Linked DNA regions of Hordeum vulgare: region 1 is linked to region 2. A link is a contact called in public Hi-C data. All regions are on one chromosome and are shown on one strand. The core of a region is the stretch at or near the end of the contact, and the rest is flanking DNA. Distances in the headings are between cores, read along the strand shown. Region 1 holds the start of LOC123403837 (galactoside 2-alpha-L-fucosyltransferase-like). Region 2 holds the start of LOC123404486 (protein CTR9 homolog).

What was found. A called contact is a pair of places that touch in the nucleus more often than the background predicts.
Region 1: a contact with region 2 is called in a Hi-C map of leaf, with 3 times the contacts expected there. The contact joins the promoter of LOC123403837 here to the promoter of LOC123404486 in region 2. A contact is called at or near these places in 4 of 6 Hi-C or Micro-C datasets (leaf and seedling) and 1 of 1 datasets of contacts at active chromatin or transcription factors (embryo).

Annotation. Positions count from the first base shown.
Region 1 is chr6H:517,480,693-517,485,921 of MorexV3_pseudomolecules_assembly, forward strand. LOC123403837 (galactoside 2-alpha-L-fucosyltransferase-like) reads left to right here and starts at 1,628. Exons shown (of 2, transcript XM_045097757.1): 1 at 1,628-2,216. The coding sequence starts at 1,913.
Region 2 is chr6H:517,264,443-517,269,749 of MorexV3_pseudomolecules_assembly, forward strand. It overlaps LOC123404486 (protein CTR9 homolog), which reads right to left and starts at 2,443. Exons shown (of 24, transcript XM_045098421.1): 1 at 2,262-2,443; 2 at 1,611-1,677; 3 at 1,268-1,459; 4 at 333-433. The coding sequence starts at 2,402.

The sequences.
Region 1 (5,229 bases), core at 378-2,877, 220 kb after region 2:
CCGGTCGGCCTGTTCGCGAGCAATGCAAAGCCGAGGCGAGGTGGCTCGACGCCGGGCCGGCTGATGGTAAAGCATAGGCATTGACTAGAAGGCTATTGCTTGCTCTACACCGACTACTTCGCCGACGCTCCTCTGCACGGCGAAAAAGTATTTCGACGCCGTTATCGGATGAGCCAGAAGCTCTTCCTCAAGATTGTGAATTCCATCAGGGAGTTCGACAACTACTTCAAGTGCAAAAGGGATTGCATCAGCACACTTGGATTCATCTCACTTTAAAAGTGGACGACAACTATGAGGATGCTTGCATACGGAGCTCCCAGTGATATTCTGGAAGACTATGGACCCATGGATGAGTCCACCATCATTGAGTAGTTGTACAAGTTCCGCACGACAGTGGTGGCAGTGTTTGGACCTCAATATTTGCGATCATCCAATGCCGAAGACACTGCTCGGATCCTAGCACAGAATGCAGTAAGACGATTTCCTGGGATGCTTGAAAGTATCGACTGCATGCATTGGAAATTGAAAAACTGTCCATTTGCTTGGCAGGGGATGTACAAAGGCGCCAAAGGAGGTTGCAGTGTGGTACTTGAGGCAGTGGCCACAAATGACCTTTGGATTTGGCTCTCCTTCTTCGGTATGCGAAGAACTCACAATAACATCAACGTACTGCAGTGCTCGAATGTGTTTGCCAAACTTGTTGAAGGTCACGCTCCTTCGGTTAACTACAAGAACAATGGGCACCACTACAACAAGGGATACTACCTAGCATATGACATCTATCCGAGATGGTTCACATTCGTGAAGACTATCTCAAATCTTGCACGAGGAGGCAAGAACTCCTGCTTTGTCAAGCGTCAAGAAGCTTGCAAGAAGGATGTCGAGCGGATATTTGGTGTGCTTCAATCTCGTTCTGTTGTTGTCCGGTACCCCATTCAGACCTGATCGAAATATCAAATGTGAGAAGTCATGACTTGTCGTGTCGTCTTACACATCATGATCACTGAGAACGAGCAGGAGGAGTCAGTGTTTGATACTGAACTATATTACAGGCAAGGTCCTCTTGCCCAAGTTGATCACCAGCTACAACAACCTGGACTGCATTTCTCAACATGCGTCAGGAGATCCGAGACCCACAGGTGCATTAGCAACTGCAGGACGATTTAGTGGAACACATATGGAGGCTCAGGGGCAACGCCTAGCTCGATGTGCGATGAATTATGAGTTTTTATTTGTTAAACTATTTTAATTTGTATTGAATTGTTGAACTATTTTTAATTTGTATTGATTTTATGATAAACTATGTGATAAAAAAATAACTATTGTTGTTCAATTTATGCTGAAGGATGCTGAATATGGATCAAAAGTGGACCAATTTACGTCAAAAGTGGATCAATTTACGTCGAAAATGGATCGAAATCGGCGACTAAGGAAATTTTGAAGGGGCGGCCGGGAACCCAAACCCCACGTCGATTTTTCTGCCGGCGCACCTCAGACGGCGCTATTTCACGTCACTAGGTGGTGAACGGTTGGAGATGCTTTTAGTATGGAAAATCACACGGCCGGCATATACCTTCTTAGTTATATTCCACAGTTCCTTCAGACCTCACAATCAGATGACCGAATCCACTCATGACCGCCTGCAGCAAAAGAAAGTCTAGTGATGCCAGGTTGCCAAACCCACTACTACCACGAGTCAATATTGTCGCAAGTTACGCCCAATCCCACGACGACGATAGAGCTCGCAAGTTGCAGCGTCCATGCGGGCGGCCGCGGCCTTCCAGCCTTGACCCCTCCGTCCCCGCGGCCCCAAAACAAAAGACGAAGGAGACGGTTGTTCCTTGCTAGCCTGCTCCAAACGACGAGCACGGAGCGGGCTAGAGCCTAGAGCTGGCGTGGAGGCGGCTCGATCATGGAGAAACAGCCGGGCAGCTGGCGGGGGAGCAACGCCGGCCACGAGGAGAGGCTGCCCCTGCGCAGCGGCGGCGCCGGCGGCCTGGAGACGGAGACAAGGGCGCCGCACGCCGACGCCGCGGATCAGCAGCAGGAGGCGGGGCGGGGCAGGCACCGGCGCAACTGCGTGCGCGCCGCGCTGGTGCTCTGCCTGCTCACGCTCCCGGCCTGCATGCTCGTCGTCTGGAACCTGCGGGCCGGCTCCTCGTCGCGGATGCTCTTCGACGTCGGCAACCTCCCAAAGCACGACGGCGACGACCAAGGTACGTACTACCACTGCTCCACTTAGAATTCATGTAATTCATACTCGCGACCATCCGAAAACATACATACATACACATATATATATATATATATATATATATATATATATATATATATATATATATATATATGTACGCGCAGACGCAACTGCTGCTGTACGACTGTAGAAGCTGAAGCTTCTCTCAATTTAGCTAGTAGCAGAAGGTGCAAGGAATGGTTTTTTTTTCCTATAAAAAGACTTGCAGGAAATGATTGGGGAAGTTCATCAAGGATTCGAGGGAATCGTAGGGGCACAAAGATACGTACCAGACGAACGTTAATAGACTTAATTAATCAACTTAATTAATAGCTGAGAGCATAGCTGAGGTGATCAAGTACGTAGCCAGAGGCCGGTTAAATCCGTTGAGTTAGGCACACAAGATCCGAACAATAATTGCCAGCGCCATGCGCGCGGAATGTTCTTTCCGATATTGAGAATTTTGGGTGGACGTCGGACGACGACGGGCTTTCGTGGCGAAAAGAGAGGTAGCAGCTCGGTCGTCCATATCCTCTTCCTACATCGCTCAAATCCTATCCACTCTTTTCCGGATTCTTCTTCATCCCTCTCCCAGTCGCTCCATCCTTTCTCACCATGTATCTCAGAGGTAGCAGCTAGCCGACACAACCGCGTGCACGCCGAGACGAAAAGAGGGAGACGTTGCTGCAAGGCAAAGCCGTTAGAGCATCTCCACCACCCGCTCAACGTGCGGGGCGAGTTAAAAATCAGTCTGCGGCATGTCTTTCGTCTGTTTTGGCACCACGGCCAGTGCTGGCTCTAACGGCCGTCATAAAATGACGCGCGCGTAGCTAGAGCAGACGCGTTAAAATGCAGCGTGCGTTATCGCTCAAACAACATATGCGCTCAAAACACAAGTAAAAAAATCAAACACAAATAAAATAAAGCAACAAAATTAGTTTAAGTTCGTTACAACTCAAACAAATAGTATTTTTTCAATACAACAAATAGTTCAACAATACAACAACAAATGCACAAATCATGATGCTCTTTGTCGGTCATTCCATGTCCACCATTCCTTAATGAGATCCTTCTAAAGATCAATATGCGTTTCGGGACGTCAAATGGCTGATAAAAGACAACAAAACGGGCTACCCTTTCAGCCTTCTGCCGCACTCGCACGGGATATCCCAAGAGCTCATACTGAGAGTAGTCTAAATCTTGGCCACGCTCATTCTCGATGATCATGTTGTGCATGATCACACAAGCATACATGATGTACCAAAGCATCTTTTGATCCCAAAATCTTTTGAACACCTTGCGGGCGCCAAGCGGCAGTGGGCGGGCGGGCGCTGTTCGTCGGACGGCTGCCGCGCGCGAGGGGCGGCGGTGACTAGAGAGAGACGGAGGAAGCAGCGACGACGCGGGGGATAGGCCGGAGAAGCGTCGGAACGGTCGCCGGAAGAAATGAGGTGGCGCTGGCGGCGGCGGCGCCGCGGCTGTACGGGGTAGGTGGAGTTGCGAGCGGGCGCTCGAGTATGCAGTGCGCGGGAGCGGGCACAACAAATAAATGACGCGCGATGGCGTTTTCGCCCGCGCGCTGAACTGGTTATGTCGCATGCGGGGTTTTTGCGCCTCTGTTGGAGCGCCCGGAGCGATAGCGCGCGCAAAAAGGACTAATTTTTCAGCGCAGAGCTTGTTTAGCGTGTCTGTTGGAGATACTCTTACGGCAAGCTCCCGCACGCTCGAACTACTCCCTTCGTTTCTAAATATAAGTTTTTTTTAAGATTTTTCTAAAAGACTACGTACGAATGTATATAGGTATAATTTAAAGTGTAGATTCACTCATTTTACTTCGAATGTCATACTTTAATGAAATCTTTAAAAAGACTTATATTTAAAAACAGATGGAGTAGACGAGTAGGCGCCGCCGCCGTTTGCTGCTGCTGCAGGGGACTAGAGACTATTGTTCGTCGTTGCTGCTGCTGCAAGGTGACTCGAATGCCGTTCACCCAATGATGCTCCTGCAAGGGGACTCGACTAACCAGTGGCTCTCTAAGTGTGGCTAGACATGCAAGGCCGGGATTGCCACCAGTGCTTCCGGCGGGTGAGCTCTGTCGGTGCAGCGGAGGTGTGTTGTTACAAAGTGCCGCGACTAACGTTAGTGCCGGGCACTAGTGCTTCGTGGTCGATGACCATTGGCGCTGCTGCTGCAAGGGGATGGGGATGCCGGTGCCGGATGCCGCAAGGTCAATAATCTGATTACCGTCTTGCCTCAATGGCAACGGGTCTGCAAGAGCCGTGGCTGTGGGTCGTCGGTAGCATCGAGGCTTCGAGTGGCGACAGGTATGCTATGAGGCGACGACCAGCGTGGGTGGCGGGGTGCTATGACACCGAGCGAACATGTTGCGAACACAATGTAGGGCAGCTGACAATGTTGCAAAGATGTCGACAGACGTGGTGTCGCAATGTTGTGTGGTGTGCTTTGGTGTGCGACCATGAATCTATGTGGTTCAACGGCTGCGACGATGTTTCAACGACGACAACAAGGCGTGTTGCTTCAACGACCATGATGACGAAGAGTGTCGCGACAACCGTAGAGATGTTGTGAGGGTAGCCTGCCGTTGCAAGGCATTCTTTGACGGTCAGAGTGACAAGGTATTGTATGACGGGGATGCAACGCATGCTTCGGCAACCATGATGACAAGGAGTACATCGACAACCACGAAGATGCTGCGAGGGTAGCCTGGCTATTGCGAGGCATTCTCTGGCGATCACAGTGGTGCGATACGATGGTGATGCGAGGCATGCTTCGGCGACCATGACGACGAGGCGTGGTGCAACGCCATGAAATGTTGCGAGGATGGCTCTGCAACTACAAGGTGCTGCAATGGCCACGACATCGAGGCGTGCTCCGGAGACCACACTATTGAGGTGTGGTGTGATGGTCTTGTGAGGCATGCTTCGACGAGGAGGCATTTCGTGACGCCTTGGCAATGGTAGGTGGGTAGCTCGGC
Region 2 (5,307 bases), core at 1,193-3,692:
TGAGGAGAGAGGCGTAAAATGAATCGGTATTTTTCACTTAGTGGTAGCAAATTTTTGTAACTTCCTCCAACTCCGCTGATCGCGCTCCATGGATCCAGAAAATAGCAGCTCCACTGTTACGTACTACGGGTCAACTCAGATCCTAGCTCTCGGCTCTGCAGAGCTGGGCCGTTCAGTCCGGCTTCACACACGGAGTCAACGGAGCGCAGAGCTGGTAAGAATCCAAACGGGCCCTTACAATCTAGTATTAATACTAAAAGCAAACTGCGGTCATTCAAAAGTACAAATTATACTTGTTTAAACAAGCATTATAGAAACCTGAAGAAAATTACCTGACCAAGAAGGGCTGGGAAATTATCCCCATCATCATCCAAAACAATCTTGAATGAGTCAGATGCCATTTGCAACTCACCCTTGGCCACACAGAGTTGACCTAGATAGCAACGTCAATAATTAAAATGTTAAAAGCCATACTCCTCTAGTCGGAACAGCAACATGACAAAGCACTTTGCTGGTAAATAAAGTGCCCCCTTTTAGTCCAGTACTCCTAGGTTCTAGAGAGCAGTTGTATGATCTTCTCTATGTCTAATAAACCAGTAAGAGAAATCAACACTTACATAATACATAGCAGACGCAACAAATAAAACCAAGGATGTAAAAATGAATAAACTGCATGACTGTAACACCCAAAGAACACCCAACCAAGCAACGATTAGGCTTTCATCCATGCTTCATCTGAAGAGGTTAACCATGTGGGTTTGGATCATTGCTAAGCATTACAAGCTATTTGTAACAGAAATTCAACTAGCCACATGGAACTAGCCGCCAGACTACCAGGCCTCACTGGGCCCATGGCATCACAGTTTAGATATGCTATATAACTTTCACAAACACATTGCTGATCTTGTGTTAATCAAATTTACAATGTTCTGGTGAACTAACGAACACAAAACACTCATTCTTTCTGCTTATCACAAACTAGACAGGCAGAGTTATATAATGTCTTGTAGCATGTCTTTGATTCTGAAATTGATTGTCTATGATAGAGAAGTTACAAACAAATACAACAAATCATTCAACATAAACAGAAATATCAAACTATCAGATGCCAAAAATTCAAACAGTCACTTCAACCAAAATGATGCTACACTTAACTGAATGAAGTGCTACGCAAACCATAACCAAAGATGAAAATGTGTTACAAAGAGATGCACATAACAGTCGCTAAACTATAAACCACAACTGAAATGTTCTAAAGTGGTATAACCTCTTCCAATCCATGTAGACGGTTCAGTTTCATCTATCCTCGACGCTCTATTGTAGTACTGAGTTGCGTCTTTGAAATGCGCTTCCTTCTGTGGTGCTCTCTCAGCCTTTCCCAAGAAAGTATGAAAAGCACCCAAAGCATTAAGGATGGCTATCCGCTCATACTTCACATCGGCATAATAATCATCAATTTCTGCAGAGAAGAGGGAATGATTCAACAACAGAAGATTTATATAGAAATTTAAAGAAACAATGAGAAAATGAACTAGTGTTGTATAATCTATTATTTTTCGGATCATAAATTATTGCGCAGGATAATGATAAGAATTATAATGTAAATTCACCTGGTCCGGATCCTTCCTCTAAAATCTGTCGGAACTGCTCGATCTTTCCTTGCTTGAAGTATTCTCTCTGTGGCAATAATTTTCAGAGGTAAATAAGAAACATCCGGACATTTTCCTCAATACTAAAAAAGGTTAGCTCGATTTCACAAGAAAACTACCTATAAAATTACAAGACAGGGTATCTGCAAGTATAGTAAGTTTCACCATGAGACTAGAGCGTAGATAAAATGCAGGTCACGAGTGTGAGGACTGAGATTTGGGGAATGAAACTCTGGCACAGCTTCTCCTCTTCTTCAGATCTTCCACTCAAACTACCCGTCCAAACAAATCAGGACGACACCCTCACTGCCAAAACGTCGCTAGCACCACCCCTGGCCGAAACAGCTCGGGTTGAACAACCAGGGCAGAGCAGAGAACGGAATGACAGGCGCACGCACACGCACACGCACATTTGAAAAATCCCACCAAAATCGGTCAAACCCTCGGAAAGCCCACCTTGAAGCTGAAAAGGGTCGCATCAGCGGGGCGAGGGTCCGCCAGAACCGTAGCCGTAGAAGTTCCTCTATACACACCGCCGACGACCTAGACCTAGACCTAGACCTAGGAGAGATTGCAGGGGAAGCTTGGAGTCCTGAGAGCGAGGGAACCTACCGCGATGATGAGCCAGAGGTGGAGCGGGGCTTGCTCCGCCTTGAGGATGTCGAGGATGTCGGAGGCGTCGGTGGGGAGCAGGTCCAGCGCCACCCGCACCTCCTCCTCCGTCCCCTGCACCGGTATGTACACGCTCGCCATCCCGCCGTCGCTCCCTTCCCTTCCCTTCCCTTCCCTTCGCCGCCGCCCAAAGGGAGAGAAAATCGTGGTATAAATGACAGGAGAATAGGAGCAGACGGGAAGCGCTATGTCTCGCTTCTAGCGAGACCTAGCCTGCTGTCGCGTAAGGCGACTCCATAAATGGACCGGCCCATACGCGAGGGAGGCCACGGGCTCGTTTTTTTCTATGTGTTTTTTTACTTTTTTCTTTTTTTTTTCTTTATACTTCGATACAATTTAAATAAATATATTAAGAAATCATTTTAGATAAAACAATTAGAAAATATGTTAACCAAGCATATGGACAAAATGTCTATAAAAAATCATGTATACAGAAAATATACAATGTGTGTGAAAAAAGTTGATTGTGTATTTTAAAAATAATATTAATCAAGCATTTGAAGAAATGTTGAACAAATATTTGAAAAAAATTACTTAAACATTTGAAAAATGTTAAATATTTATATAAAAAAGCTGACCATGTATTTAAAAAATGTTAATCAAGCATTTGAAAAATGTAAATATGTATAGAAAAATAATTAACATGTACTTCCTCGTCTCAAAATAAGTGTCATAAATTTACTACTAAGTTAGCATAAATTTTATACTAAAGTAGCGACACTTATTTTGGGACGGAGGGGGTATTTGAGGAAAATGATCAAGCATTTGAAAATTGTTAAATGTGTATAGGAAAGCCTTTGACCATGTATTCAAAATGCTCTTTGCAAAGGTCACTACATCCTCTCTTCACTTGTTGTAATTTTGGAGTTTTTTTTTCATAGATTAGTTTATTCTAAATATTTTATCACTTAAACCATGCGTTCAAATCTCGAACCATTTTTATCGTTGGATTCCTCACGTCGAGACTTTCAAGACTACATTTTTTTCATGAAGAGACCCAAACCGAAAGCATGTCTTTTTAACTTTTCCCCTTTTCGATGAGGCACAATTGTGCCTCTCACAAAAGCAAATCTGTGTCTCCTTCGAAAGAAGAAAAACATGTTATTTTTTAATTTTCGAAAGGCACATCACGGAAGCAAATCGGTGGCCGCACGAGAAGTAAATATGCCCCTCTCACGAAAAAAACACTTTTTCCCCTTTTTTACGAGACACTCGGAGAAAGAAATTTGTGTATTCACGAGAAGTAAATATGTACCTCCCACAGAAGAAGAAGAAAGAAAGAAAACATGTTTTTCCTTTTTGTTAGGGCATATTTCTCCCTAAGTGGTTTTGGTGATTGATGACAATGTGTGTGCGGACTAATTGTGTGCATTGAGCATTTCAGATAATTCATGACTAGGCACAAGACGATTCGGTGCCCCTCCGAGTCTTTCAAAAACGGTTGCTTTCTGATACGTCCATTTTGCATCATGCTTTATGTTGATATTTATCGCTTTATGGGCTGTTATATTACCTTGTGGTACCATACTTATGCCTTTTCTCTCATATTTTGCAGGGTTTATTTGAAGAGGGAGAATACCGGCAGCTGGAATTCTGGACTGGAAAAGGAGCAAGTCTGAGTCCTTTATTCTGCACAACTCCAAATGCCCTGAAAATCAACGTGGAATTTTTTGGGAATATATAAAAAATACTGGACGAAAGAAGTACCAGAGGGGAGCTACCAGGGCCCCACAAGCCTGGTAGCCGCCACCCCCCTGGTGGCGGCTACAGGGCTTGTGGGCTCCCTGACGGCACACTGGTCCCCCCTCTTTTGCTATATGAAGGGTTTCGTTTCAGAAAAAATCAAGGTGGAGCTTTTTCGTGGATTCTCCGCCACCACGAGGCGGAACTTGAGCAGATCCAATCTAGAGCTCCGGCAGGACGATCCTGCCGGGGAAACTTCCCTCCCGGAGGGGGAAATCGTCGCCTTCGTCATCACCAACACTCCTCTCGTCGGAGGGGAGGCATCTTCATCAACATCTTCATCAGCACCATCTCCTCTCCAATTCCTAGTTCATCTCTTGTAACCAATCTCCGTCTGGCGACTCCGATTGGTACTTGTAAGGTTGCTAGTAGTGTTGATTAATCTTTGTAGTTGATGCTAGTTGGATTACTTGGTGGAAGAGTTTATGTTCAGATCCTTGATGCTATTCATTACACCTCTGATCATGATTATGATTATGCTTTGTGAGTAGTTACTTTTGTTCCTGAGGACATGGGATAAGTCATGCTGATAATAGTCATGTGAATTTGGTATTCGTTCGGTATTTTGATATGATGTATGTTGTTTTTCCTCTAGTGGTGTTATCGAAAGGACTACGATTGATCCCCTATACTTGTGGGTCATCACTTTCTATGTTTCTCTCTGGTGGATTTGAGTCGTAGGAAACCCGTACTATTAAGAGGGGGTCCGCTTCGGAAAGGTTTCGGTGGAATCAACAGATACACATTTCCATTGCACCACCTTTCCCTTGCTTCAATGGAGCTCCAACATGTTTTTACCTGTCTGTGCAAAAGGGCCAGCGGTAGTACCGCTCTCTGGGCGGTAGTAGTTTTTTACTACAGCTCCGACGGACTTTTTGCGCATCCTTTTGCCTCGGCAGTGGTAGGCACGGTAGTAGTTTTTTACTACCGTGTGGTAGTACCGCTATTAGCAGCGGTAGCACCGCTCTGCTAGTGCTGTGAGTGAGGGGTAACCGTTGGATTTTTTTTCACTATATAAAGAGGTCTTCTTCCTCAGGAAGCTCACCCTTTACGTCCCCAAGCTCCATTGTTACTCCAAAGCTCATTCTCGCCCGATATCTCTCCTTAGCCAGTCAAACTTGTTGATTTCCTAGGGATTGGTTGAGAAGGGCCTGATCTACACTTCCACCAAGAGATATTTGATTCCCCACACTAATCCCTTGCAGATCTTGTTACTCTTGGATGTTTGAGCACCCTAACGGTT